7 separate regions of the Mus musculus genome follow, and all the other regions are linked to region 6. The links are chromatin contacts, called in public HiChIP or PLAC-seq and promoter capture Hi-C maps. All regions are on one chromosome and are shown on one strand. Each heading gives the region's core, a stretch centred on a gene start, on an enhancer-like site or on the middle of the called end of the contact. The rest is flanking DNA. Distances are from core to core; before and after follow the strand shown.

The links. Promoter capture Hi-C pulls out the DNA fragments that hold promoters and counts their contacts. HiChIP or PLAC-seq counts read pairs in DNA pulled down with a chosen protein or histone mark. Capture Hi-C pulls out chosen DNA fragments and counts their contacts.
Region 1: an HNF4G HiChIP or PLAC-seq map of pancreatic cancer cells shows a contact between it and region 6. The contact joins the promoter of Gtpbp1 here to the promoter of Fam83f in region 6. A contact is called at or near these places in 1 of 39 promoter capture datasets (liver) and 1 of 115 datasets of contacts at active chromatin or transcription factors (pancreatic cancer cells).
Region 2: a contact with region 6 is called in a promoter capture Hi-C map of liver, with 2.3 times the contacts expected there. The contact joins the promoter of Npcd here to the promoter of Fam83f in region 6. A contact is called at or near these places in 2 of 39 promoter capture datasets (both in liver) and 1 of 115 datasets of contacts at active chromatin or transcription factors (pancreatic cancer cells).
Region 3: a contact with region 6 is called in a promoter capture Hi-C map of adipose tissue, with 4 times the contacts expected there. The contact joins the promoter of Syngr1 here to the promoter of Fam83f in region 6. A contact is called at or near these places in 11 of 39 promoter capture datasets (the 3T3-L1 cell line, 3T3-L1-derived adipocytes, cranial neural crest and 6 more), 1 of 484 Hi-C or Micro-C datasets (pre-pro-B cells), 11 of 115 datasets of contacts at active chromatin or transcription factors (astrocytes, bone marrow-derived macrophages, embryonic basal ganglia and 8 more) and 3 of 9 other capture datasets (adipose tissue, embryonic stem cells and liver).
Region 4: a contact with region 6 is called in a FOXA1 HiChIP or PLAC-seq map of pancreatic cancer cells. The contact joins the promoter of Sun2 here to the promoter of Fam83f in region 6. A contact is called at or near these places in 3 of 39 promoter capture datasets (hippocampal neurons and liver) and 1 of 115 datasets of contacts at active chromatin or transcription factors (pancreatic cancer cells).
Region 5: a promoter capture Hi-C map of adipose tissue shows a contact between it and region 6, with 2.1 times the contacts expected there. The contact joins the promoter of D730005E14Rik here to the promoter of Fam83f in region 6. A contact is called at or near these places in 3 of 39 promoter capture datasets (the SN4741 cell line, liver and pre-B cells) and 1 of 9 other capture datasets (adipose tissue).
Region 7: an H3K4me3 HiChIP or PLAC-seq map of bone marrow-derived macrophages shows a contact between it and region 6, with 6 times the contacts expected there. The contact joins the promoter of Pdgfb here to the promoter of Fam83f in region 6. A contact is called at or near these places in 1 of 39 promoter capture datasets (hippocampal neurons) and 2 of 115 datasets of contacts at active chromatin or transcription factors (bone marrow-derived macrophages and pancreatic cancer cells).

What each region holds. Positions count from the first base shown.
Region 1 is chr15:79,689,103-79,692,967 of GRCm38.p6, reverse strand. Gtpbp1 (GTP binding protein 1) reads right to left here and starts at 2,072. Exons shown (of 12, transcript NM_013818.2): 1 at 1,870-2,072. The coding sequence starts at 2,061.
Region 2 is chr15:79,832,985-79,836,543 of GRCm38.p6, reverse strand. Npcd (neuronal pentraxin chromo domain) reads left to right here and starts at 2,211. Exons shown (of 9, transcript NM_001013362.2): 1 at 2,211-2,401; 2 at 2,586-2,629; 3 at 2,777-2,842; 4 at 2,966-3,032. The coding sequence starts at 2,333. It overlaps Cbx6 (chromobox 6), which reads left to right and starts at 2,211. Exons shown (of 5, transcript NM_028763.3): 1 at 2,211-2,401; 2 at 2,586-2,629; 3 at 2,777-2,842; 4 at 2,966-3,032. The coding sequence starts at 2,333.
Region 3 is chr15:80,089,715-80,093,220 of GRCm38.p6, reverse strand. It overlaps Syngr1 (synaptogyrin 1), which reads right to left and starts at 1,887. Exons shown (of 4, transcript NM_207708.1): 1 at 1,729-1,887. The coding sequence starts at 1,827. Gm31134 (predicted gene, 31134) reads left to right here and starts at 1,387. Exons shown (of 2, transcript NR_168675.1): 1 at 1,387-1,670; 2 at 2,210-2,488.
Region 4 is chr15:79,740,869-79,744,506 of GRCm38.p6, reverse strand. It overlaps Sun2 (Sad1 and UNC84 domain containing 2), which reads left to right and starts at 1,971. Exons shown (of 18, transcript NM_001205345.1): 1 at 1,971-2,168. It overlaps Gm16576 (predicted gene 16576), which reads right to left and starts at 1,809. Exons shown (of 4, transcript NR_045069.1): 1 at 1,596-1,809; 2 at 1,277-1,424.
Region 5 is chr15:79,891,288-79,894,712 of GRCm38.p6, reverse strand. It overlaps D730005E14Rik (RIKEN cDNA D730005E14 gene), which reads left to right and starts at 1,575. Exons shown (of 1, transcript NR_030675.1): 1 at 1,575-3,425. It overlaps Apobec3 (apolipoprotein B mRNA editing enzyme, catalytic polypeptide 3), which reads right to left and starts at 2,305. Exons shown (of 8, transcript NM_030255.3): 1 at 2,144-2,305. The coding sequence starts at 2,196.
Region 6 is chr15:80,670,430-80,674,017 of GRCm38.p6, reverse strand. It overlaps Fam83f (family with sequence similarity 83, member F), which reads right to left and starts at 2,171. Exons shown (of 5, transcript NM_145986.2): 1 at 1,631-2,171. The coding sequence starts at 2,101.
Region 7 is chr15:80,013,311-80,016,700 of GRCm38.p6, reverse strand. It overlaps Pdgfb (platelet derived growth factor, B polypeptide), which reads left to right and starts at 1,724. Exons shown (of 7, transcript NM_011057.4): 1 at 1,724-2,765. The coding sequence starts at 2,703.

The DNA.
Region 1 (3,865 bases), core at 823-3,322, 980 kb after region 6:
CCCACTGAGCTTTCAGGTTTCTTCAGCTCCCTGACCATGCACTGACATCTAGTCAGTACATTTCCAACAGGCCATTTGACTCATCAGAGTTTAGAATTGTAACCCAGATGCTGCCAGTGTTACATTGTCTCTAGCATTTTGCTTGGATGGAGGTCTCCCTGAGCTTGGCCACCCTTATGATGGTATTAGAGGCACTAGACAGGACCATCATGACAAAAGATGCTAGTTGGCTTCCAAGGGCCCAGCAGAGATTAGAAGGAGAAAGAACAGTTGGGAATTGCTTACTTAGGTTGGGGGCAAAGGTTCTTTCCAGTTTAGAGCCAAGTTTTATGTAGCATTGCCATCATGAGATGTCACATTTTCAAAGCACCATAAAATCTCCCATCCAAGTAGTAATCAGACCCGAGCCTGCTTAGCTTCCGAGATCAGACGAGATCAGGCTCGTTCAGCATAGTATGACCACAGACATCAAAGCTCCATAAAATCTCTATTGTAATTATCCTACAAAGCGCAGGGGGTGGGGCTGCTCTATCTTCCACCAGCTGCTTTTTAATCCTCACAGGGAATCATCATCTATCTAGTGCAAACATTTAGTGAGTCTCTGATATGCATCTGGGACTATAATGGGTCTTAACATTCTCTTCTAATTTTTTTATTTTTTTTAATTTGCGAGACAGGGCTTCTCTGTGTAGCCCTGGCTGTCCTGGAACTCACTCTGTAGACCAGGCTGGCCTCGAACTCAGAAATCCACCTGCCTCTGCCTCCCAAGTGCTGGGATTAAAGGCACGCACCACCACTGCCCAGCTCTCTTCTAATTTTTGCAACACATCTGCATTTTCTTGATGAGATGCTGGAGAAGTGAGAGGTTAAGAAAGTTTCCTAAGGTCACAGACCCTTTTAATGGCAACAGTTGGAAGGGAAGCCCAGTCCCTCCCTTGGCATCAGTTTCTTTAGTGATGTTTGACACTTTCTAAACACCAGTAACATCTTATAGTTACTTTCTTATTTTCCACAATGCCAAGTAAGTGGTGAGATCTTCATTTCTGCCTACCTTCTCAACACCGCAGAAGATGCTACTTAAAGATGCCCTTCCATATTGCATGAATACAAGAGGTGGCTCCACTCGTAAGTGGCAAGGCTGAGGGTCATGCCTATTTTTTTTTTTAATTATAACAAGGCAGGGTGTGGGAAGGCGACGAGTGCCACGGTGTACGAATCAGTTCTCTCCTTCACTAGGTGAGTCCTGGGGATCGAACTGAGGTTGTCAAACTTAGGAGGCAAGCCCCTTTACCTGCTGAGCCATCTTGTCGGTCCCATCTTTTTATTTTATTTGGGTGGACACGGAAAGAGGACGCTCCTCGGACATCATTCTCGCCGACTGAGCAACTACTTTCTGTTTACTTTCCAGAGACCAGGAAGAGAAACGGCTGCCACCCCTTAGACTGGCTACCTGTCTTCGTGAGTATCCCGCCCCCTGCCCAAGCCACCTTGACACTTGGTCCTCCGGGATGCTCCTAGAAGAGGAAGACCCTGCGTCTCAGGGACCCCCCTCCTGGGGAGGGCGGGCTGATCCACACGGGGACAGGGACACAGGGCGCGCGGCCCGAGTCGGGAACCCCGTTCCACGTGGCGGAGCCAAGTGGCAGCGATCGAGGCGGGAGCGGGAAGCGCGGGAGGCCGGGTGGACGCTGCCCGGTGCGGAGAGTGGGCCCGGGCCCGGCAGGTTCGGGAGAGCGGCAGGTGGGCGGGCTGCATCCCTTCAGCGCTCCCGTGAGCCGTGCCACTGGACAGCCGGCTGCCCGCCGTCGCCTCGGAGACCGTCCGGCCCCTCCGCGTACCCCTGGCCCCGCCGCCGCCTCCCGGGCCTACCTTGCTGGTGAGGTCCAGCTCCGGCTCGCCGTTGAGCGCCTCGCCGTCCTCGCTGCAGTCAGAATCGAAGCCGCCATGGAGTCGGGCCGCGGCCGCGGCGGCCCGAGCCGCCCCCGGAGAGCTAGGCTCGGGGGCGAACATCGAGGCCGGCACCGGCGAGTCGACCGGGGAGCGACTCCGCTCCGCCGCCATCTTTAAGAACTTAAGCTAATTCGCAGCCGGCCGCCCGCCCTCCCTCCCTGGCTCATTTAACTAATTTATGCTCGGCCCCGCCCCTTCTTGTTAGAATAATTTATGCGCGGCTTCCCCGCCTCCCGAGACTGTCACGTATCTCTAGCGGAGACACAGAAGACCCAGTCTCTCATTTACCAATCGTCGCAGCTCTCTCAAATACTTTAATGAATAATTAATGAGACCAAAACCCTAACAACAAACGTCGTAGTGGTCGGGAGCCTTGGTCCCACCTCTAGTGGGGCCAACACAGCGTGCACGCTACCTGCCTGGATCCTTCCCGCCAACGGGAGCGAAGCAGAGGTTTGACTGACTTGACAACAATCCAATGAAAAGAGGCATCCATTCTTTACTCCCCACCTCACTTTCCAGAGGCGGGGCCAGCCTCCAAATCATACTGCAAAACAGTCCCGCCTGGAGCCTCTCAAAATGATGGACAAGGGCGGGACCCAATCTTGTCCTCCCTAAGTCCCGCGCGTCTGGCCGCCGCATACCCAGATAGTAAACTGTGAAATGAGCCTGGCACTCCGAATGATTGAAGGCAGTTGCTGCAACACTGTGTCCGGCGTGCTGGCATGCGCAAGGCAATTTTTATAGTAGAATCGATGCTATGTATTCCAGGAGTGGTAATATTACAGCCGCCAGACCAAGACAATTAATTAAATGCTGACCTCAGGGAGTTCCATTCATGACTCCTCGGAGAGCAACTGAGTGAACAGAAAGATGTTGACAGCCCAAACTCTAGCGTAAATCCCCTCACGTTTTTGGTGAACAGCTGAGCCACAGGTCTAGGATCTGTCAAGGTAGTTTCTTGTGGCTTATTTTTCAGTTGCCACTTGTGGAAAGTCCCAGTCCAAAAAAAAAAAAAAAAACCCGCCGTTCGTGTACCTGAAATTCCCGTTTCAAATGTCTGAAAAATTTAGACTATTAGGTGAGTTCTGTTTTTTACCAAGATCTAATTATGCTGGCTGGACCTGGCCACTCCTCCTGGTAATAGATTAAAAAAAAGAGCAGCCGCCTGAGGAAGTACGAGAAATTTAGGGATTGGACCACAGGATGTATATAGTAAGTAAGGAAAAGGGTACAATATAGCCGTCACCTAATTCGGGGAGAGTCTTGTCCTCATTTTTAACGTACTACCAAGTCTGTGAGCAGATGCTGCTGGAAACCTGACCTTAATGGTTTTTTACTGAGATTTGTTTTTATTTTGTATGAATGGTGTGTGTGTGTGTGTGTGTGTGTGTGTGTGTGTGTGTATGTCTGTGTGCCACCTTTGTGCAGGGCCTGTAGAGTCTAAATGGGGCACCGGAACCCTTTTGGACTAGAGTCGCAGACGATTGTTAGCCTCCATTAGGGTACTGGGAATCCAACCCAGGTCTTCTGAAACTCTGAGCTATATCTCCAGACCCAGAGATTCGGACTCCTAAAGTGAGAGGCAGTCTTGTGGACCGTAACCCTATATCTGTGGATTCTGACAGTATCCCCAAGTATTAAGAATTCAACTGGAGGTTGCTCACTGCTTGGCTGGGGGTGATCAGAGGTGACAGTTGTATTAATTCTATTGCTTCGATTGCTATTTAGCATTGTATGGCCAGAAAAAGTTCAGTTTCAGAATACATTGCTATCTGGCTGGGGGGAAAGACTGTCCTTCTCACTATAGGACTTTGCCTAGAAAGGATATATATTCTGAATACTTGCTTTTCGAATTGAATGTTTTGGAGAATAAATATAAAAAGTAACAGTTGAGAGGTAATTCCTAATCATC
Region 2 (3,559 bases), core at 962-3,461, 840 kb after region 6:
TAACCACGGGGTCCGCTTGAAGAAGCATGAAGATAGTCAGTGGTGGTGAAGTGTCCATAGGATTAGAAATGTGAGTGGGGTATGGTGGCGCACGCCTTTAATCCCAGCTCTCGGGAGGCAGAGGCAGGCGATTTCTGAGTTCGAGGCCAGCCTGGTCTACAAAGTGAGTTCCAGGACAGCCAGGGCTATACAGAGAAACCCTGCCTTGAAAAACCAAAAAGAAAAAAAAAAAAAAAAAAAAAAAGAAATGTGAGCAACACAACCGAGTGCCAAAGGAGTGACAGTGGCCTCTAGAAGCCCCCTGAGGCCAGGGGCTGTTTATGTGTTCAGGGTTCTTAGCCTTGACTTTAGCTCAATGTCTGTGACCTGGGACATCTGCACTCCAGAGCGGGTCATGTTACGCTGCTCTATTTGGAGCTGTTTGTTACAGCAGCAACTTGACACAAATCCATCTACTGCTGGGGAACTATCTGCACCTTGAGGTCACGCAGGGAGAAAGGCAATTTTCTCACCGCACTGACTTTTGTTTCCCAAAGCTTCCACAATGGCTCACAAAGACTGCTGAGTGATCTGCTATGTGGATAGGTGGCCATCTTCTTCATCCTGTGGCCTCCTCAGCTTGCACAAGCACAGACACCCACACATTCAACTTACCTGCTCATCCACGCCACCCCACCGGGGCAGAACAACTCTCTACTTAGGTGATGTTCACCTCAGGTTTGCTGTCTTGCCAGCTAAGAGGATTTTCTCAGTAGCATAAAGACTTTGAGGGGGAGCAGAAGGATTTCAGTCAATGTACTTTCTATACATATCTGCAGGCGTGCAGGGATGGAAAGCTGAGATTTTCATCAGTGAATTTGCACCTTCAAGAAATGGTGCAATCGCGGGGAGACTTGTACAACCCTGTGCCCCCACCCCATTCTAATAAGCCAATCATGAAATCAAAAGATAATCCTGACCCTTACAAATCCCCACCCCTCCTCCAGCCCAGCCCTAGACAACAGGTGAACAGAGCAAAATCAGTGTTAATGTCCAATCAATATCATTAAGGGAGGATAGCATCTCCAGTGTGAATAGTACAACCCTATAGTGCTTAAACATTTAAATAGATAGAACATGTGTGCCTGTGTTCTCCAAGTAGGTGATGTATCTATGCATATTCATGCAGGCCCGAGTTTAGGGAAAGAACTGGGCTAGAGGACCCCAATGACTTAATACAGGTTATGAATTGCTCCTTCCCTTTCGTTTCCTTATTTATATGTGGTTAATTTTTTTTTCTTTTTGCAAAGAACAAGACCACTGGCCTAATGGAAACTCCGATTAAATAATTTTTCAATGTGTGTTTCCAGCGAGGTGGGCTACATCCAAGAGGGAAAGTTCCAGATCCCACTTGCGCCTCCCAGGAGCAATGGCGGAGTCATTCCTGCAGCTGTGGTTTGTAGAATTATGCTGTGGCCTGCGGCCTGAAAATCCCAATACAGATTTGACCATGAAGGCGGGTTCTGCTGAGTGACCCAAAGAAAGACTGCTTTGGACTCAATCTGGGATGCCCTGCGGTTCTCTTTTGAGACCTCTCTCTCTTTGGTTTATAAACACACTCGCCAAGGTCTACTTGTAGGTGTTGAGACCATGGTCGCAGGCCTGGGTCACCTCTGCAGTCACCCCCCCCCCCCCGCCGCCCCCTTCCTGCTGTGGCGTTTTTGTTTTAACTTATCTGAACCGGTTACAAAACCACACTCCCACGAATACATAAATAATGGATGGGGTGATGTGTTAAAGAAATCCCCACAAGGCCTGGCAAAGCTGCAGTGAATGCATTTCTGCTGTATCATATTTAACTGTTTGCAAACGTCTGCAGGAGGATGCACAGCGCCTAGAGACTCCTGGGCCTATCGCATCTCTCTGTCGAGGGCCTGGCAATTCTGGCATGAGGAGTTACAAGGAGGGTAGGAGGTGGCAGGGATCCTGGGCCTGCAGGATGAAGTGGGACAATGTAGGATTGCACTGCACCTCACTCGGCTTGGCAGCAGCCAAGCATCCATCGGTCTCCCGCCAGGACTGCGGGGGAGAGGACAGGCCCCTTTAAGAGCCTTCGCGCGCCCCCGCCCCGCGAGCGCTCATTTTCCCTAGCAACCGCCCCGGGGGAGGGGGAGGCCCTGGCAACGGCGCTCAGGCCCGGAGCATCACGTGACGGCCCGCAGCTGGAACGCGAGCGCGCGCCCCGCCGAGCGCCCGCCCGCCGGGGGCCTGAGCGCTGGGGCGCGTGCGCGAGCGGTGCAGCACCGGCCGCGGGAGCAGGGAGTATTATGGGCTGTGGGTGCCGCTGAGCAAGATGGAGCTGTCTGCAGTAGGCGAGCGGGTCTTCGCGGCCGAATCCATCATTAAACGCCGGATCCGCAAGGTGAGCCCTCGGCCGGGACAGCCCTGTGTTCCCCGCGGTGGTGTCGGAGCCCGCGGGGCCCTCGGGGTGCAGTGGTCCGGCTAGCCGGGTTCCCTCAGCCACCCCCGCGCCGCCGCCTCCTCGCGTCCCTGCATCTTCCCCACCCCCACCCCCTATTTTTTTTTTTTTCCTTTCTGTTTTTCAGGGACGCATCGAGTACCTGGTGAAATGGAAAGGGTGGGCGATCAAGTGAGTGTCGTGGGTCGTTGGCATGGGGACTGGGGAGGCGGCAAGAAGACACCTGGGCCTTGGATAGGGGGTGCGTGCTTGAGCCCTCGCGGTGTGCCCCTGCCCCTTGGGTTTTCATTTTGCTCTTCTGTACGCGTGACTCGGCAGGTACAGCACTTGGGAGCCAGAGGAGAACATTCTGGATTCGAGGCTCATCGCAGCCTTCGAGCAGAAGTGAGTTGGAGAAGCTGGCAGGCGCGGTGGGGCGCCGCGCAGGGAAGCGGGAAAGGCGGGCAGGGTCGGGGAGTGGGGCCCAGGAAGGGACCCTTTTTCATCTTTGGCGTTTCTTGACTACAGGGAAAGGGAACGTGAGCTGTATGGGCCCAAGAAGAGGGGACCTAAACCCAAAACTTTCCTCCTAAAGGTAACCTGGCCCAGCCCCAGCAGCCCCCGCTCGGGCCCCCAGCCAGGGCGCAGCACAGGGCCGGCCTGCAAGGGAGGGACAGATCCGCCGCTGCCTAGGCGGGCAGGCTTTTCCAGAGGGGCCCCAGCTGGGCAGGGGGTGGTTGTGAGTCCCTGACAAGTCCCTGGCAGCGGGCCGTAGCCAGCCCAGCCAGAGGGGCCTGGGAGTGGGGTAATCAGGGATGAAACCAGGAACTGGGGGTGGGGGATCGACTGTGCTCCAGGAAGCGGGTGAGTGAAGCAGGTGGGGCATACTCAGGGGAGGAGGTGACTGGGAAGTTCTTTTCGCTAGTGAGACCCTTCATCTCCTCCAGCCTTGAACACACTGGCCTGTTTTGTGATTTAGAGTCTTGGAGCTGTTGAGTATAGATAGGCTTACCTCCTGGCAAAACACTGGCCTCCCATGCCCTATAACTGCCCACCTCCTTTGGAGTGTATTCTGTACCTTCTCCCATAGCACTTGGGGGCCCGGCTTGAATTTGACCTTAA
Region 3 (3,506 bases), core at 638-3,137, 580 kb after region 6:
TGGGCTTCATCACCTTTACAACCTTCCCAGTCTGGAAACTACAGGAGTTGCCATCTCCTCTGCATCAGAAGCCCAGTCCTCTGGTGACAGGAAGACTTGAATTCCAAGGCTTGCCTGCCTTTCCCAAGATCCATGAGTGGGTGCTAGATCTAGTTCATTTTTCTCCCTCCTGCTGGGCATGTCCTCCTTTGACCCTGATGTGAAGTGTAGGTCCTCTGTGTCCCACTAGAACCAACATGACATCACCTCCACGAAGCACATCCATGCCACAGCAGGGAGACCTCTGGTCCTGGCTCCCTCTCTAGTAGGACTGTGGGCTCCCTGAGCATCAGGACCGAGCCTGAGCCTGAGTCATGCTGCCCTCCCTCCCTTCCCTCCCCTCCGGGCCTGGCAGACTCAATAAAGCTTTGCTAAATGAAGCCATCACCGGTAGAAATGACCCAAGCAGAAGGAACGCCCACGCCCCCTCACAAAGCTTGTGTTTCCAACATCCCAGCCAGGGGCTCCAGAGAGGTCAGAGGAAGCAGCGCACCTGAGCAGGCAGGTGCCTCCAGGGTTCCCGTTTTACCTAGGGCCTGCAGGGGCATCTGAGAGCTGGGGAGGGCCAAGAATGAATAAATCCGGTGTCACAAACCCTCGCGGATATAGCTGGGCTGCACGGCCATGAAGAGTAACAGAAACAAGGCTCCCCACAAGAAGGAAACGTAAAAGATCCCCGTAAGACCAGAATTAATCTCAAGCCATTCCACGCATCAGATCCTGAAATGGCCCTGAAAACGAGGAAAGGAGGGCACCTCTGCAAGCCCGGGTCACAGCTGACTTCGGTTATTAGCCCCCAGGGGTCCGTGACCCGTGTCACCAATGCAGGCTCTTCTGGTCTTAGCACAACAGGAATGGACCCCCAGATCTACAGGGGCAAGACCCTCCATGAAGCCAGCCAACCCCAGAGCCTACAGGCCTCCTCACCCTGGGGTGCAAGGCCTCCTGAGCCACTCCTTCAAGATGTTTCTGCCCCACCCCCCAGGTTTGAGCTGAGCCCCACTCAGCACTGGGGGACCTGCACGGACTAGGTGGGCTAAAGATTGCGAACAAACAGACTTCTCTGCTCTCTATTGCATGGAAGGAACCTTTCTCCAGACCACATTTAGAATCCACTCAGGTGTTTGTTAGGGATCGGAGAGTTGCGGATTCATAAAATGTCAGAGCCCAAAGGGGCCTGGCTCCTCCCACCCCTATAAATCGAGAAACTGAGGCATGACATAAGAGGTGACGCTCCCCACCCAGATCCGAACTGAATCCCTCGTATCTTTTTTGGGGTGGTTCCCTGCCCAAGGTCACGCGGCAAAACAGATGCGGGTCTTGACGGAACCCAAAAATCCAGGCTCCAGACTCAGAGCTCCGCAGCGTACAGAGTGAGCAACAAAATCTAGTTCCAGGTCCTCGCCCCGAAAGCGCGCGGCAGGTGCAGCAGTGCGCCCTAGAAAAAGATCCACGCCCTGATCCGCGCCCCCCAATAAGCGGCCTTAAACTTGGGCTCCGTCCCCACCGACGCACGAGAACCTAGCCGCTAAGTGTAAAGCAGCGACAGCCTGGAGGTCTCGGCGATGGGACTGAGGACCTCGGTGACAGGGGCCGTGATCCGCTTGTGTCAGCAGGGCCGCCCGGGCCAGGTGAGGTCGCGTCGGTGTCCGGCGCCCCGCGCCCCAGCCCGCCTTGCTGTGTCCTTACCCAAGACACGACGCGCAGGATGGTGTGTGGCTGCCTCACCAGGGTGTAGGGGTCGAAGGCGCCCCCGGCTTTGCCCGCTCCGTACGCACCCCCTTCCATCGTGGCTGCACCGCGCGGCGCCCCCCGCTCGGCGCGCGCCGCCGACCCGTGCGCGTGCGCGGCGCCCCCGCCCCCTCCCCTGCGCTCGGCTAGTGCTTGCCGGGGCTCCCGCCAGGGGGCGTCCGTGCACGGCAGGTGCAGCTCCCCGAAGCTCGCGCTCAGAAAGCGGGTGCTTCTTGGGGTCCCGGTGTGGGGCGCGCTCCCAGCCAGCGGGGTGACCTCTTTGCAAAATAGCGCGTGATCAGGGTGTGGACAGAGAGTGCAGCCGCATCCCCGCTTTCGGAAGCCCTCTGAGATGTAGTTCTTCAGGAAACTCTTTTTGTTATGTATTTATTTATTTATTCATTTGCCTCTTTCCTTTCGCTCTCTGCTTCAAATAAAGGGAAGGGGCTCCGTTTGATCGTACAGTGGCTCATTGAACGCGTCCGTAGGTCGCTGGCTGCAGTAATGACCCTCTCTAAGAGATCTGCACAGCCTTCTCGGGCCCCCAGAACCACCTAGCCGCCGAGCTCCACCGATGATGTCATGCACGCGCCCCCTGACCTGGAAGGCGCTGTAAGGGAGGCAAAAGCTGGGAAAAAAACAGACCTGAGACTCCCTTCCCCTTCCACCACAGCTCCCGATCCCTTTCCTTAATCCAATAATTAATTATGTACTTATTTCTTCCGTTGTCTCCTCTGTCTGTGTGCTCCTGCTGGTCAGGTTTTGTTTATATCCAAAGGCCTCACAAACAGTAGGTGGTCAATAAATATACTCTACCCCCTCCCAACCCCAACATAGTTGGCCCTTTGGGGCTCTTGGGGGCTTTTTTTGTTTGTTTGTTTGTTTTTTGTTTTTTTCGAGACAGGGTTTCTCTGTATAGCCCTGGCTCTCCTGGAACTCTGTAGACCAGGCTGGCCTCGAACTCAGAAATCCGCCTGCCTCTGCCTCCTGAGTGCTGGGATTAAAGGCGTGCACCACCACGCCCGGCTCTCTCGGGGGCTTTTGTCGTTGTTTTTATTTGTTGTTTTTGTTTTGTTTTTGAGACAGAGTGGCTTGTAGAGGCCGGCCTCTGGAATTCACCGGGAGGAGGGGGATGGGTTTTGAATTTCTATTCCTCCTGCTGCTTTATCCCTGTGATGGAGTTTCAGGTCTGAGGCAGCTGTTATACTATGATCCTATAAAACGTCTAGAGGAAAACAAGGGAAGATCTTTATAACTTTGTACATTGGAAGACTTTTTTTCATTTTTATTTTCTCTTTGTCTTGTATTAGTGTCTGCCTGCATGTTCATATGAGCATCGTATAAATGCATTGCCTGAGGAGGTGAGAAGAGGGTGTGGGATTCCCTAGACCTGGAGCTCTACAGACCTTTGTGGGTCACTGTGTGGGAATCAAACTCTGGTCCACTGCAAGGACAAGTGCTCTTAACTGCTAAATTCACTGTATAGCCCGTGTTCAGTTCAAACTCGGGACAGTCCCATGTCCTGAGATCACAGGCATTAGCCATCACATCTAACAAAGCATTTTCCCTGAAGCACAAAACTGTGTGGTCAGGAGGTTCCTGGGCTGAGCAGCCAGCACCGGTACTTACTACAAGTCCTTGAATGTTGTACAAATATCCTCCTCTTGCCCATATGTACCTTGTCCTGAGTTCTATGGCACACATAGATGAACACGTTCATATCTTTCCACGATTTA
Region 4 (3,638 bases), core at 722-3,221, 930 kb after region 6:
AGAGGGAACCTCAACTGAGGGATTGCCTCCATCAGATTGACTTGTAAGCAAATCTCAGGGGGGCGTTTTCTTGATTGGTAATTGATGTGGAAGGGTCCACTGTGGGCGGCGCTGCCCCTAGCCAGGCAGTCCTAGATAGTATAAGAACACAAACGGAGGGAACCCATAGGGAACAGCACAGCAGTAAGCAGTGTTTCTTCACGGTCCCTGCCTCTGCTCCTGCTTGACATCCTGCCCGGACTTTCCTCAGTGAGAGACTACAATAGGGACGTGTGAGCCAGAGAAGTCCTTGCCTCCTCCAAGTTGCTTTTGGTCCGTGCTTTATCGCAGCAGCCGGGAACCAAGCGAGGACATCAAGTTCATGTTGATGTCTTATAAATCAAGAAAAGCATTACAACATGATAATAAAGTATCATCTTTATACCCATGTGGGTAGAAACATAACTTTATTGTTGTTCTAGAGCCCTCATGTGGGCTGTCTGTGCGTGTGCTCCACCTCAGAGCTATAAGATGGGGAAGGCACTACCCGCGGCAAAAATAAATAAATAAATTTAAAAATGGAGGACCATAAAGTCTGAATGTGGCCCTACTCTTGAGGTCAAGGTTGTTCCCCTCTGTAATCTTATCTAATAAAAATAAATTAAATAAAATAAAGTTAAAAAAAGAAGAAGGAAAAGGAGAAGAAGAAGAAGATAGTTAGCATAATTGTCCAAAGATACTGTAAGGGTAGACAGCATCTCATTTCCAGATGGGACAATGGAGGTCTAGAAAGGGGATCTGGTTTTATTTGGCAGTGGAACCAATCCAAAATGAGGGTGTGTGTATTTCCTCAGTTTCCTACTGCCTTTGGATACCAGCTTTTTTTTTTTTTTTTTTTTTTCTTTTCGAGACAGGCTTTCTCTGTATAGCCCTGGCTGTCCTGGAACTCACTCTGTAGACCAGGCTGGCCTCAAACTCAGAAATCTGCCTGCCTCTGCCTCCCCAGTGCTGGGATTAAAGGCGTGAACCACCACTGTCTTTCTTGTCCCAGTTCCCCCCACCCCCTTGGCATTTTAAAGTGAAGGACACCGGATCTCATCATCCTTAGAAGATATTGAACAGAAGTGGTTTATCCCCAGTCGCACTCCTTTATCTTCTGGGGGCGGGGTGTGTGTGTGTTTGAGAGAGAGAGAGAGAGAGAGAGAGAGATGGGGTGGTGGTGGGAGGGGACAGGTCCGTGGAGTCAGGAACTCATCCCAGGGGGAGGAAAGTAGGAGAACCGTGTTGCCAGCCCTACCTTCTCTTGCAACCAGCTGTGGATGGAGCCTTCTTTAAAACAGAAAAGCTGCTGTCAAACTTGGGGTTTCTGACTGGACATGGTGGTGCACTCTTATCTCAGCACCTGGGAGGCAGAGGGGTAGGTGGATCTCCGTGACAGTAAAATCCTGTCTTGGAAAAACAAAAACAACAACAAAAATAGGTGGTGCGGGAAGATGGGTATCCTGCCCACCTTGGAATTTAAAATTCAACCTTAAAATTAAATAGTATTAATCTTCTAGACTCAACTTCCCCTCTGGGTGGGTTCTTTATAAGAAACAAAAAAAACTTCCACGGACCTGTTTCCCTCGTCTTTAAAATGGGCAGACACGGCTGACGCTGGTAAGCGTCCAAACCACCCGCGCGGGGCCGCGTCAGGACCCTATCCTGGGGCCAATTTCATGACACCCTGTGTGCTCCCGCACCTAAAGCCTTTAGAGCTCCGGCGCCGCGCGCGCGTGGGCACGGATGCGCGAGGGAACGCTCGGGTCCCACAGCCTGGAGGTCGTACTCGCCCCCGCCTCCCACGCGCGGACTACAGGGCCCACGCGGAGGGCGGGCCGAGCCGGAGCCTTTGTGTTCAAATCAACCAATGGGCGGCGGCAGAGGGCGGGGCGGGCCGGCTGGGCCCGGCCAATGACTTGTGGGCTGTCAGCGTTGATTGACAGGCGCACACATACACACTCGGCCACGCGCGCACCGCCCTGCCCCACTCGCGCAGCGCGGTCCTCTGCCGGCCGCATTGTCCGCTCACCGACCCCGCGCCGTCCCGCGTCTCCGCTCCGCGCGCGTTTCAGCCCCAGCCCCGGGCCCGGCCCGGCCCAGTGCGCGGCGCCGCCCGGGGGACTCCGACGCGGGAAGAACCACGCAAGGTAAAGAAGGGATTGGGCCCGCCTCCCCACGGCCCCGCGCCCGCCTGACCCGGGTCGCCGTCCGGCCAAAGCGCGGGCCTGCGCCTCCCTGTCCGGCCAGGCCGGGCCACTCCAGCCCCTGCGCGACGCACGCCCCGGGACACTCGCGGGCCGGCGCCCTGACGCATCGCGGTCACGGGGAGGGCGCTGTCCCCAGGCGGGACTTCCCCAGCAGCCTCCGGGGAGGAGGGCAGCCAAGACCCAGCCGCCCCAAACCGGACCAGGGCTGTGCCACAGGCCGAGTCCTGGCACTGGAAGTTCTCAGCCTGCGCCACCGCTGCCTGTCACAGTTATGGGGTACGGGGGAGGGCCCTTTTAGCTCAGTTCCAAAACAGCCAAACCCAACCAAAACAAAACAAAGCCAGCGCGCTCCGGGGTGTGACTTAGAGCCAGGACAGAGGGTGAGCGCCTGGAGCACTTTTTTGTGTCCCAGGGGAAATGGAGTGGAAATGTCACGTATAATATTCCCCAGGATAGGGGAATCTTCGGGACCAAGGCTCTGCAGTAGGAAAGTATGTTTTATTTGAGGGTTTTGTAACTAATGGCGGGATGGAGGAGTGTCTATCTCAGCGGCTCCCCACGGTAGACCTTTGTCATCTTGTGTAATCTGGATGGCCGCTGTGGCAAACTATTTTGTGACAACAGGATGAATATGAAAGATAAAGATAAGGTCCACACCGCTCTGGGAGTGCTGGGAGGTGGCACACGGGGCAGTGTTCGGTGCCCCACCTCTCCACCTACTCAGAACGTTTAGATTCTTGCAACAGCGGCGTGGGCACTGTATAAACATGTTACACTCTTTTCCCCCCTGGCAAAGGCTTCATGTGCTACAGCGGGGCAGGGGTTAAGAGGTGGAGCATATGGGCATCTGGAGCTGTCAGGTGGGGGTGGCAGTCATGGGGGGAACTACCTTATAAGGACTGGAATACAACCCAGGACCAAGGCAACTTCCTGCTTTGGCTACTACCACTTGGTCCCTTTACCAACACCAGTCGAAGAGAGTGAGAGATGCCAGATGGGCATCCCACCTGGGAAGATGCCAGTTAGCCCAGACAGGAGGCTACTTGTCTTTCTAGCTGGATGAACCTGACCTTCTGGTTTCTGTGGTCTGGGTTTGGGTGTTTCCCACCATGCGAGGTCACTATCCACCAGGAATAGCAGAAACAATACTAAGTCACAAGTACCAGGAACTCATTTTGGATGGGTTTGGGATCTAAAGTTTTGTAATCCTGCTAGCCCAGGCTCGGTGAGATTCCTGGGTTGATATTCTGAGATTTGAAGCTGGGTCCCGTGCCTGAAAGATTTGTTTATCTTCACTTGTTGTTTTCACCTTGGTCTTCTTATCAGTTTCACTCCACCCCATGTGGTGACTGTAACTGTTCTATAGGCTAGACTGACTGCAAGACCACACAACAGCTCCACCTCCTGCCT
Region 5 (3,425 bases), core at 326-2,825, 780 kb after region 6:
CTGAACTCATCAAGTCCTTCCCTGACCCTGCAGGCGAGGGTCCCCCCAAATAGACAGGGAAAGCCCAAGCCTGTAACTATAGTCTTTAAGGAGCAGAAACAAGAAGATTATGCCAAGGTCGAGTCCTACTTGAACTATATAGTGAGTGCCAGGCTAGCCAGGGCTTCATAGTAAAATCCTGTCGGGGCTGGGGTGGGGGAGGGTGGGAGAGGGAGACAAGAATGTAAAGAACAGCAACAACAACAACACAGCCAAACTACCACCACCATCACAATAAAATTCCACAATATAATAACAACCAAAAATCAGGAGACAGGGGGCTGGTGAGATGGCTCAGTGGGTAGGAGCACCTGACTGCTCTTCTGAAGGTCAGGAGTTCAAGTCCCAGCAACCACATGGTGGCTCATAACCATCCGTAACGAGATCTGACTCCCTCTTCTGGAGTGTCTGAGGACAGCTACAGTGTACTTACAATAAATAAATCTTAAAAAAAAAAAAAAAAATCAGGAGACAGAGTCTGGATCCCTTCCCTCAAAGCTGGCTAGGTATTAGTGGCCTGGGAGGACCCCAGGCTGGACCCTTTCCCTCATAGCCAGCAGCCTGTAGAAAAGAGCTGGAAAAATCAGACGTCTATCAAGCCTTGGTCAGAAGAATGGGATCGGAGGCTTATCTCTGACTCTGGAAGGAGAGGTGACATCTGGGACTGGTTACAAGGCCACACCCAGGGGACAAGGCTATTAACAGATAATTGCTGATAACTGGCTTCAGGAGCCCTAATCCTGGAGACAGACAGCTGGCCAGGGGCTTTCTGTTGAAGACTGAAGACATGCTATTCTGTGATATGACTGTCGCCTCTCTCTATACAGGTCTATCCATCACTGGACAGGACAAAGTTGCTCAGGGTGAGGTGAATTGGTTCGAAAGACGGGCCAGGGAGATGGTTCAGCGGGTAAAAGTATTAGCTTTGAAGTTAAAGCCTGCATTTCCACCACACCCACGCATGCACGCACCACTTGCAGCTGGGCTGCCCACGGGACAGTGGCCTCCACCGACATCACAGGCACCAGGAGAAGGGACAAAAATCAGAATGTCACCCAAGGGAGTAGGCAGTATAACTTTCTTCTTATATGTAGGTTTAAAATACACTCACATCTCTCTCTTTCTTTTTTTTTTTCTTTTGTTTTTTTCGAGACAGGGTTTCTCTGTGTAGTCCTGGCTGTCCTGGAACTCACTTTGTAGGCTGGCCTTGAACTCAGAAATCCGACTGCCTCTGCCTCCCGAGTGCTGGGATTAAAGGCGTGCGCCACCACACCCGGCCACTCACATCTCTTGCCATTGGGCATGTATACATATGTGTATGTGTTCTGAATTAATATGTGCATGTCTGGGGGTCAGGAGAAGGCCTTGGATTCCCAGAAGCTGTAGTTATAGGTGGTTGTGAGCCATACCATGTGTTTGCTGGTAGCAGTTGGTCCTCTGTGGAAGGTGACAAAGGTTCTTAACTGCTGAGCCATCTCTCTCCAGTGCCAACCCCGCCCCCTATTATTTCTCTTTTTCTCTTAGCTGACTGGTGTGGTTCCGAGAAGTCTCCACAAGCATCCAGGCAATGGGTGTGTTAGGGGAATTTCTCTTTACCCTTTCCCTTTCCCAGCTCAGAGTGGCTACTTCTGGAAAGGTGGTTCACATTGCCTTAGAGAGTGGTCCCCTCTTCTCCCAGTATCCCCTGAGGTTGGGTTAAAACAGCACGGATATTCTAGGACATCTATCGAAAGTTCTCCATACATGGTCGTCCAAAGTCTGCTTCCATGGATTTCTCTTTAAAATTTGAAGCCCAGACCAGCCTAGCCCTGGATCAGCATGAAGACCCAAAGGCGAGTAACCCCAGACTGAGAAGTCTCAACAGGAAGAAATATGGGTGACGTGGAGAGGGGTACAGGGTGGCCAGTTTAGAAGCAGCTATAAGGTAACCGAAGCGGCTCAGAACAAGGACCCTCGAGGGGAGTGGGAGCTACGGAGTATCCTGGAGAATGTGAGAGAGGAATCGGGAGCTGGGGACCTAGAGGAGAGGCTCGGTATACAGCAAAATGGGGGCCACCAGGAAGAGACTGCAGTGAAAATTTTGGAGGAGCGGGGCCAGCGGTACCTGATCGGTGAATAGCATTTGCGATGGCTGCATCCCAGACAGAATGGTCCCATCCCAGCTCTGGGCCCCAGGCGCTGGGGTTGCATTTTCTGTGAGCAGGCTATGGAAGACCCCCAGAAGTGAAACTGACCTCCCGGGCCAAGTGAATGCAGGCCCCACCTTCTTCCTGCATCAGCTCCCGGAATGGGAGGGCTCTAGGCGATCAAGCCCAGAAGGCTCCTGCCCACCTCTTTGTCCCTTGGCTTGGCAGAGACCTGCTCCTCTGTACAGCGGCCCGCGGGGATCGCAAAGAGAAAGGGAAACTAACTGATGGTAGAGAGAAGCTGATGCCGACCGCGGTGAGGGTAGGACAGACGCCCCAAGGGTGGCCCCAGGCGTCTCCATCCAACCTGCCTAGACCATCCTGTGCCGAGCTTGCAGCCAAAGCTGCCAGTTGAACCAAGGGTTTGACTCTGTAGGTGTTAAGGAGTGGGGACCCTTACATTTTCTCCCTTCGGCTTAGGAGGGGAGGGGACAGCCTGGCTTCGCATTTCTAATTGTGGCTTGGATTTTGGCACCCTTCACCTCTAATTTCCCAACTGCCCCAGGTGTGGAGCTAGACTGAGATCAACGGGGAGCACAAAAATGGATCATTGATGGCTCCGAATCAGCCAGCAGCAGGTGGCCGAGCTGGTATCAGAGCCCGTCATCCAAGCTTGTTTCCCTGCAGATGAGGGAGACCGAAATGAGTTTACTGTTCTCACAGACCTGTGTCTCTCGAGGGCAGTAGCGTGGACCAGTCAAATGTAGCAAGTGCACGCTTCTGGTTATTGAGGTTCAGCTAGCGTTCTTTGGAGGAGTGAATGCACACGGAGTCAAGTAATCTTCCAGTGGTTTGGGATACACGTGTGCAGGTATACACGGTGCTCTCCACAGAGGCTCTGGGCACAGTAGCCAGTTCCTGTAGGGCGAGCGTGTCACAGCGCCCCCATCTGGTGGAAGGCTATCCTTATTTCTTTACAAAGCCAAACTTGTTGAACTTGGTGGGGGAGGGAGTGTGTGTAGTTTTCTACTGTCTTGGAAAACAAATGGACACAATATAACAGCACTAATGGGAAATAATACTTCAGTCGGAAGTAGACACATATAAAAAGAAAATATAACAAAAGTAGATCCAGAAAATGCACCAAACTCAGATCCAAAGGAGGACATAGTGCTAATAATACCAGCCCTGCAGCCAAGATATTCTGTCTCTTTCTTAATGTGGCCTTTGATGATTTATTTAACATCCTGAGTCTAATAT
Region 6 (3,588 bases), core at 922-3,421:
CACACACACACACACACACAATTTCAGTCAACTTCTGAAAGCAAATGACCAAAAACACAGTGGGTGACATGTCACAAGCTAAGTAAATTAGTTTGGTGAATGTTACGGAATGTTTCACCATCAGTCCTGACCCTTGACTCCAGCTACAATCCACTGCCACCCACTTCCTTATCCTGTGTGTGTGTGTGTGTGTGTGTGTGTGTGTGTGTTCAGTCTTGCCTTTTTTTTCTTTTTCAGCAGAGTGTAGCACACAAAGAAAGCTTAGTCACACAAGGAACAATTATCTAGAGGGAAGGTGGAAGGAAGGACAGTGAAAAGCTAACTTCTCTGGCAAGCATCTCGTCCACAGCCAGGCCACGCCTCCCAGAAAGAAGAGACCTTCACTGTCCTTCCTAGCATCTCTTTTGTTTGGCCTCCAGGATAAAGATGGCTGTAATTACACTCACAAAGTTAGGTAACAACAGTGGACCCAAGCCTCTAGTTGCACATTCTGATCTGGGCATCAAAGGTTGTTGGCGTTGCTTAATAAATCCCAGTGGCCTGGGGGTGGGGGATGCTTGCCCTCAACCCTGACTACCTGCATTCAACTTTAAGAACCCACATACATGGTAGCAGGAGAGAACAGACTCCCCAAAGATGTCCTTTGACATCCATATGTGCCAGGACACCCCAAACACAATACATGCATGGGATAAAAGTATGTCTATCACCTCTCAGTCTTTAGAAGGTAAAATAATATCTGTCCCATTAAATCTGAATTTAGGTAAATGAAAAGTCACTTTTAGCATCAATGCAGCCGCCGTGCAGCTTATTTGGAATAAAAAGATACAAAAAGACCTATTTGAAGTTTGAATTTAATGCAATAGCCCACATTTTATCTGGAAACTACCCAAGTACCCAAGGGCACAGAGGAAAAGATTAGTCTTTCACCTACCCCACAGCCAGCTGTCCAACTGGTATTCTAACCAGGCTCCTTGGAAACATCTCTCAACACCCAAGCAGAGCAGATGGGCAAAGTAGGAGCCTCTTCCTGAGCTTGGTCCAGTGCTTTGTGGGAGCACCCAACACTGGGCCAAGCCACTGCTAGAGCTTAAAATAGCGTTCCTCATTCATTTGAGCCTGCTTGGGCTCTAGTGCCAAGCCCAGGAGAGGATGATAATGGGAAAGTCGGGTTGTTTGGGGGAGAAAGGCTCCTAAGAAAAGCTCATCTGGCCCAGAGGGGAAGGGAGGCTATTACCAACTTCATGCGATTGTGAAGATCAAATAGGGAAACGGCCGAGGATACGCCTTGTAAATAAATCCCTGGTGATAGTTCATGATCAAGCCCTTTGAGTGGCTAGTTTAGCACAGGGCCTCACAACTGTCACACTGCCCAAGGAAGATGGATGGTGACAGAGGTATACCAACACAAGGCTAGCGCACCTAGACACTGTAGTAAGAAAAACCAGTGCTTTGCCACGAACTTACACATCCATCTTTCAAAAGGTCTCATCACAGCTGCACAAGGTGAGCGCCAGCGGGGGTCCATTTCCCAGAGGATGGTGAGAGTGGCCCGCAAGTGAGACCAGGCAGGGGAGTGTGTGTGTGTGTGGGGGGTCCCTCTGGTGCAGGACTGGGGCCCGAGGCCTACCTTCTGGGCCTGCTGGATCATCTGCCTGACCACCTGCTTCAGGTGCGGTGCCTTCTCTTCTTTGGGCGGGTGGGTGAAGAGCGTGACTCGGCTCACACCGCGGTAGAAGTTGGTGTCTGTCCACCCCAGGTCCAGTGGGGGCACTTCGGTGTCCGAGCGGTCTGGCCAGTAGGCCAGGGACTCAGTGGGCTGGGCCGGGACCTTGGCCTTGGCCTTAGCCTTGGCACGGGTGCTGGAGACTGCCTCCTCGTAGGGGCTCCAGGCGGCGCAGAGGGCCTGGCGCTCCTGGCTGGAGAGGAAGTCCCGCAGCCGCTCCTTCTTGACCAGTTCGCGGTAGGCCTGCTCGCCTCCACCCAGCAGCGCCTCCAGCGCGGCCCGCCGCCTCTCGCAGTAGTAGAAAGCTGCATGTGCCTCGGTCACCCTCTCGTTCACGTGCGCCTCGTCCAGGCAGCTCAGTTGGGACTCGGCCATGGCGCCCCAGCCCTGTCCCGGGGCCCCAGGCTCGGACCCTGCTGTCCCCACCGCCGCACCTGGAGCGCTCGAGGGGCGGGGCGCCTCACCTGGCCGCGAGGTCCGCCTCGGCCCGCCCAGCGATCGCCAGTCGGCCAATCGGCGCGGGCCCCGGTGCGGGCGCGGCCGTCGGGCGGAGAGGGACCGCCGCCTCTGCAGGGCTTGCGGGGACCTCACGGGCGGCTCAGCCGACGCCCTGCGTCTCTGGCCTACTTAGCCCGGCTGGGGTGCAGAGTGTCGGCGTGGAAGTGAAAGCCCGGCTGTGGTCAGAGGCACGTGCGGCCTTTGAGTCACGCCCGCCTCCCAGCTGCGACCCATCAGTGCAGGGAAGGTCGGCGACCTGACCCCTTTACGCCTCCAGCACCCTCGGGACTCAGCCCCGCGGGTACAGCCTCATCTTCCCGCAGGCAGGGCCCAGAGCACGTGTTCTAGTCCGGACGCCTGCGGAATTTAGTAGCATCCTGACCCACTCCGGCCTTCAGGGTCCAAGTGTGTGTGCTGTTGGGCTAGATCGTCGGACTGTGTAGGGGGCAGTCTGTGTGGGAAAGCAAAGATGCTAATGAAATCCCTAGTTCTCCCGCCCACGCGTCCCAGTTCTGAGATCAGAGGCCTCCAGGGGCTGTCAATTCAACACCAACACCGTCACTACAAAATTTTTTTCTCCTAAAAGAATCACCCAAATAGCAAAGATGTAAGCAGGAGGCAGTGGATTTGCCCCTCATTTTAATTTGAAGTGGTGTGTGCGTGTGTTTGGGCCTGATAGGCTGCCAGAGGCCTGATTACTATATTAGCGATTCAAAATACATGTTTGAGCCCAAGGAAGGAAGCTGAGCACAGACACGCGCGTGCACACCACCACCATCACCACCAGAGGATCTGCTGTTTCCCATTGGATTAAATACAATCTTCTTAGTCATTAACATATTATTTTGTTCGTGTGCTGCTGTACAATTTTGATTCTCCACATTCAAAATATTTTCAGATCATAGCAACCAAAGGTTCACATTTCTCTCATTTTGTAGCACAGCGACTTGGAGCTGGAAGGAGCTTTAGAAATGAGTCCAACCCCCTCATTTCACAAACGAGGAAATTGAGGCCTAGAAATAAATGCTTTTCTATATCTCCCGAGAAAGGAGCGGCTAAGCAAAGGAACTGCTATGCTCTCTGCGGTGAGGGAGGTCCTTTCCCAACATGTGGCCTCCTTTGCTTGTTCTTATAAAGAAACAGAGGTTATTGGGGTTATTAGGGGTGTGTATGAAGGAGTCAATAGGCATCTCTCTCTCTCTCTCTCTCCCTCTCTCTCTCTCCTTCCTTCTATCTCTCTCTCACTCCTTCCTTCTCTCTCTCTCTCTCACTCCTTCTCTCTCACTCCTTCCTTCTCTCTCTCTCTCTCTCTCTCTCTCTCACTCCTTCCTTCTCTCTCTCTCTCTCTCTCTCTCCCCCTCCCT
Region 7 (3,390 bases), core at 475-2,974, 660 kb after region 6:
TATTTCCACCCAAACAGGGCTATCTGTCATCTTGTCTCAACATATCTGTCTGTCCTGGATGATGGTCCTAGGGAGGAGTCTCTTTTGTATGCTTCCTGCCACTCTGTGAGGAGGGCAAACCCCTTTCACTGCATCAAGGTACTGCACGTATCAGTTTAAAACCAAGTTCATGTATATGTGTGTGGTGTGTGTGCATGCCTGCGCGTGTGTTCAGGTGACTGGAAAACCTCCAGTGTCACCCTTAGAAACACTGTCAATGTCTTTTGAGATAGTGTCTCTCATTGGCCTGAAGCTCACAGATTGGTCTAGACTGTCTGGGCGGGCGGCAAGTGCTAGTCTCTACCTTCCCGATGCCTGTTTAGATGAGTTCTGGGACTGGACTCAGCTCCTCTTCTAAGCATTTTACCAAATGGGGGTCTCCCCAGACCCCCAACCCAACCTATGGAGCCCACTGTCACAGAGATGGCAAACATTGCCAGCCCCCTCTCATTTTCCCACGATCCTCTGCAATTCTTCTTCTCCTCCGGTTATGTCTCCGAGTTACAGAAGAGGAAATCAAGGTACCATTGGTGAGCTTAACCTACCTTAGAGGTCACCTGCTCCAGGCTACCTCCCAGCCACTCTGCTAGCTAGTCATTTGGAAAAATGGGGTACCTGGAGCCACGTGTAAAGAGGCCCGAGAGGTTCTTCCTTATCAGTACCACCTCATCCAGGGCCATGAGAGGCAACAGCACCATTCAGTGGATATGGGGATACAGACCAAGTGGAGATGACAGGCAGCAGAAGTGGATGAGGGCAAGGTGCCCTAAAGGCAGGAGGCATTGCAGTGAGCCTGCCGGTCTTGTGGTGGGTGCTGGGCTGGCAAGCGTGCTTGCGTGTGACTGTGTCACTGTGACAGTGTGACTGCTGAAGGCAGGGACACAGCAGTTCCCTGAGCTGGGGGTGGAAGGTGTTAACTGTGAGAGTGCTGGTGTGGGTGGGTAGCCTCTGGGCCTGGAACTGGGTGGGGGGCAGAGAGGGGTAGTAAACACCCTGGTGACTTGAAGGCAGCATCTTGGTGGCAGTCCTTGGGAGGATGGTGCAGGGCTGGGGGTGGGGTGGGTTGAGTGACTTTGCAGTTCAACAGACTCAAATTCAGCTTATGCTGGCATGGCAGCGCATGCTGTGTGCCAGGCGACAAGCAAGGAGAGGCAGACCCAGTTTGTAGCTGAAGGGTTCCCGCTGGCTGTGGGTTTAGAGCTTCAACCTTGGGGCTGGTGTGTGGCTGGATGTTTTCTGATCATTCTGACATTTAATCCACACACTTTGTCCCCCACTTAGAGAATGTAGGGTGAATCACAGAAGGAAAGTGACGTGCCCAAGGTGACCCAGCTATTTAATTAGACTCAATGGAATCTAAGCTGCCAGGTTGCAGATGTCTGGTTCTGGGGTTCAGGGGCCACACTCCTGGCCTTGGTCCTGGCCCTGCAGACAGGCCCCTAAACACTGTGCTAATGGGTGGGGCCGCAGTTCACCTTCAGTTCCTGCCAAGAGGCTAGATTCACAGTCACAGGGGCTGCGTAGTTCTCAGAGACCCCTCAAGCAGCAGTCTTTGCCTGAGGACCTCCCTTGGTTCCTGCCCCCTCCCGGCGCTGACTCCGGGCCAGGAGAGGAAAGGCTGTCTCCACCCACCTCTTGCACTCTCCCTTCTCCTTTATAAAGGCCGGAACAGCTGAAGGGTGGCAACTTCTCCTGCAGCCGGGAGCAGCCTGCCTGCCTCCCCCGCTGCCTCCCTGAGGGCTTCCCTCCGGCCGCCAGCGCCCATCTTTCTCCAGAGAGATATTTTGCGCACACACACATACACACACGCGCAAAAGGGAAAGGAGGAAAAAAAAAAAAAGCCCACCCTCTAGCTTCGTTGCAACGAGAAAGCCGGAGCAGCCGCAGCTCGAAACCCGCAGAGGAAGCCCAGAGTGGCGAGCGAGTGGGTAGATAGACAGACTGACCCGAGCCGCGTCCACCTGTCGGCCCGGACCAGCCCAGCGCGCAGTGGGCGCGCCGCGCTCTCGGAGCAGCCGTGCCCGCCGCTTGGGCCCTGCGCCAGGGCGCACACGCTCCCGCCCCGCCACCCGGCCCGGGCGGGAGTTTGCACCTCTCCCTGCCCGGGTGTTCGGGCCGCCGCTGCAAAGCCAACTTTGGAAAAAGTTTTTTTTTGGAGACTTGGGCTTGGAGGTCCCCAGCTCTGCGCTTTCTGATCTGGGGGTCCGTTCCAGAAAATGTTGCAAAAAAGCTAAGCCAGCAGGCAGAGGAACACGCCTTTAGCGGGCGAGTGAAGACGAACCATCGGCTGCCGTGTTCCTTTTCCTCTCTGAGGTTGGAGTCCCCTGCGCGCCCCCACACGGCTAGACGCCTTGGCTGGTTCGCGACGCAGCCCCCAGACTGTGGATGCTCGCGTGGGCTCGGGATCCGCCCAGGTAGCGGCTTTGGACCCCGGTCCCTTGTCCAGGTCCTCCCCAGCCCCCCAGCGACGGAGCCGGGGCCGGGGGCGGCGGCGCCCGGGGGCCATGCGGGTGAGCCGCGGCGGCGGCTGCAGCGGCCTGATCGCCTGATCGCGGGGGACCCGAGCGGAGCCCACCCTCCTCCCCAGCCCCCAACCCTGGCCGCGGGGGCGGCGCGCTCCGTCTACGCGTCCGGGGCCCCGCGGGGCCGGGCCCGGAGTCGGCATGAATCGCTGCTGGGCGCTCTTCCTTCCTCTCTGCTGCTACCTGCGTCTGGTCAGCGCCGAGGTGAGTTGCGACGGCGGCTAGGGCTGGATCCTTCCCTGGTTGTCCCAGCCCCCACGCCTGGCCGCCCCCTCCTCTCCCTGCAGTGAACTTTGGAGCCTTGCAGCGCGTGAGTCAGGCGCCGGGCACTGGGTGGCCCCAAGGGCTGGGAGGCCAGGTCCGGGGTGCTGGGCTCCTGGGGAGGAGGCAGCGGTGGGTTTCTTTCCAGTGGACCAATCTAGATCCCTAAAGCTTTTAGTGTCCTAGAAGGTGTGTGCTGCCCTGCCCCCTGCCTCAGGAGCTAGAGATCTTAAGCTTCCCGGTTAAGGGGAAAAGGTGAGGTGATATCTAGGGTGTCTAAGGCATCGAGACCTCCTGTGTCCTCCTCAGAACCAGCCTGGGCTTTGGTTCTGCCCAGGACCCGGCCTGCCCTAGAAGTATGTGCCTTCGAACTCAGGATATCCAGAGATCTTTGGCAAGGGTTTTGGTCCCACCCTAGCTTCTGCACTGGTCTAGAGTGGGCACCTTGGGGTCATGCTGGACGATCCAAAAGCACCTTGTATCTTGGCGCAAGGGGTCCAGAGAAAGAGAGACGGAGACACTAGAGAGACAGGCAGACAGACAGACGGTAGGTTCAGACGCTTGGAGT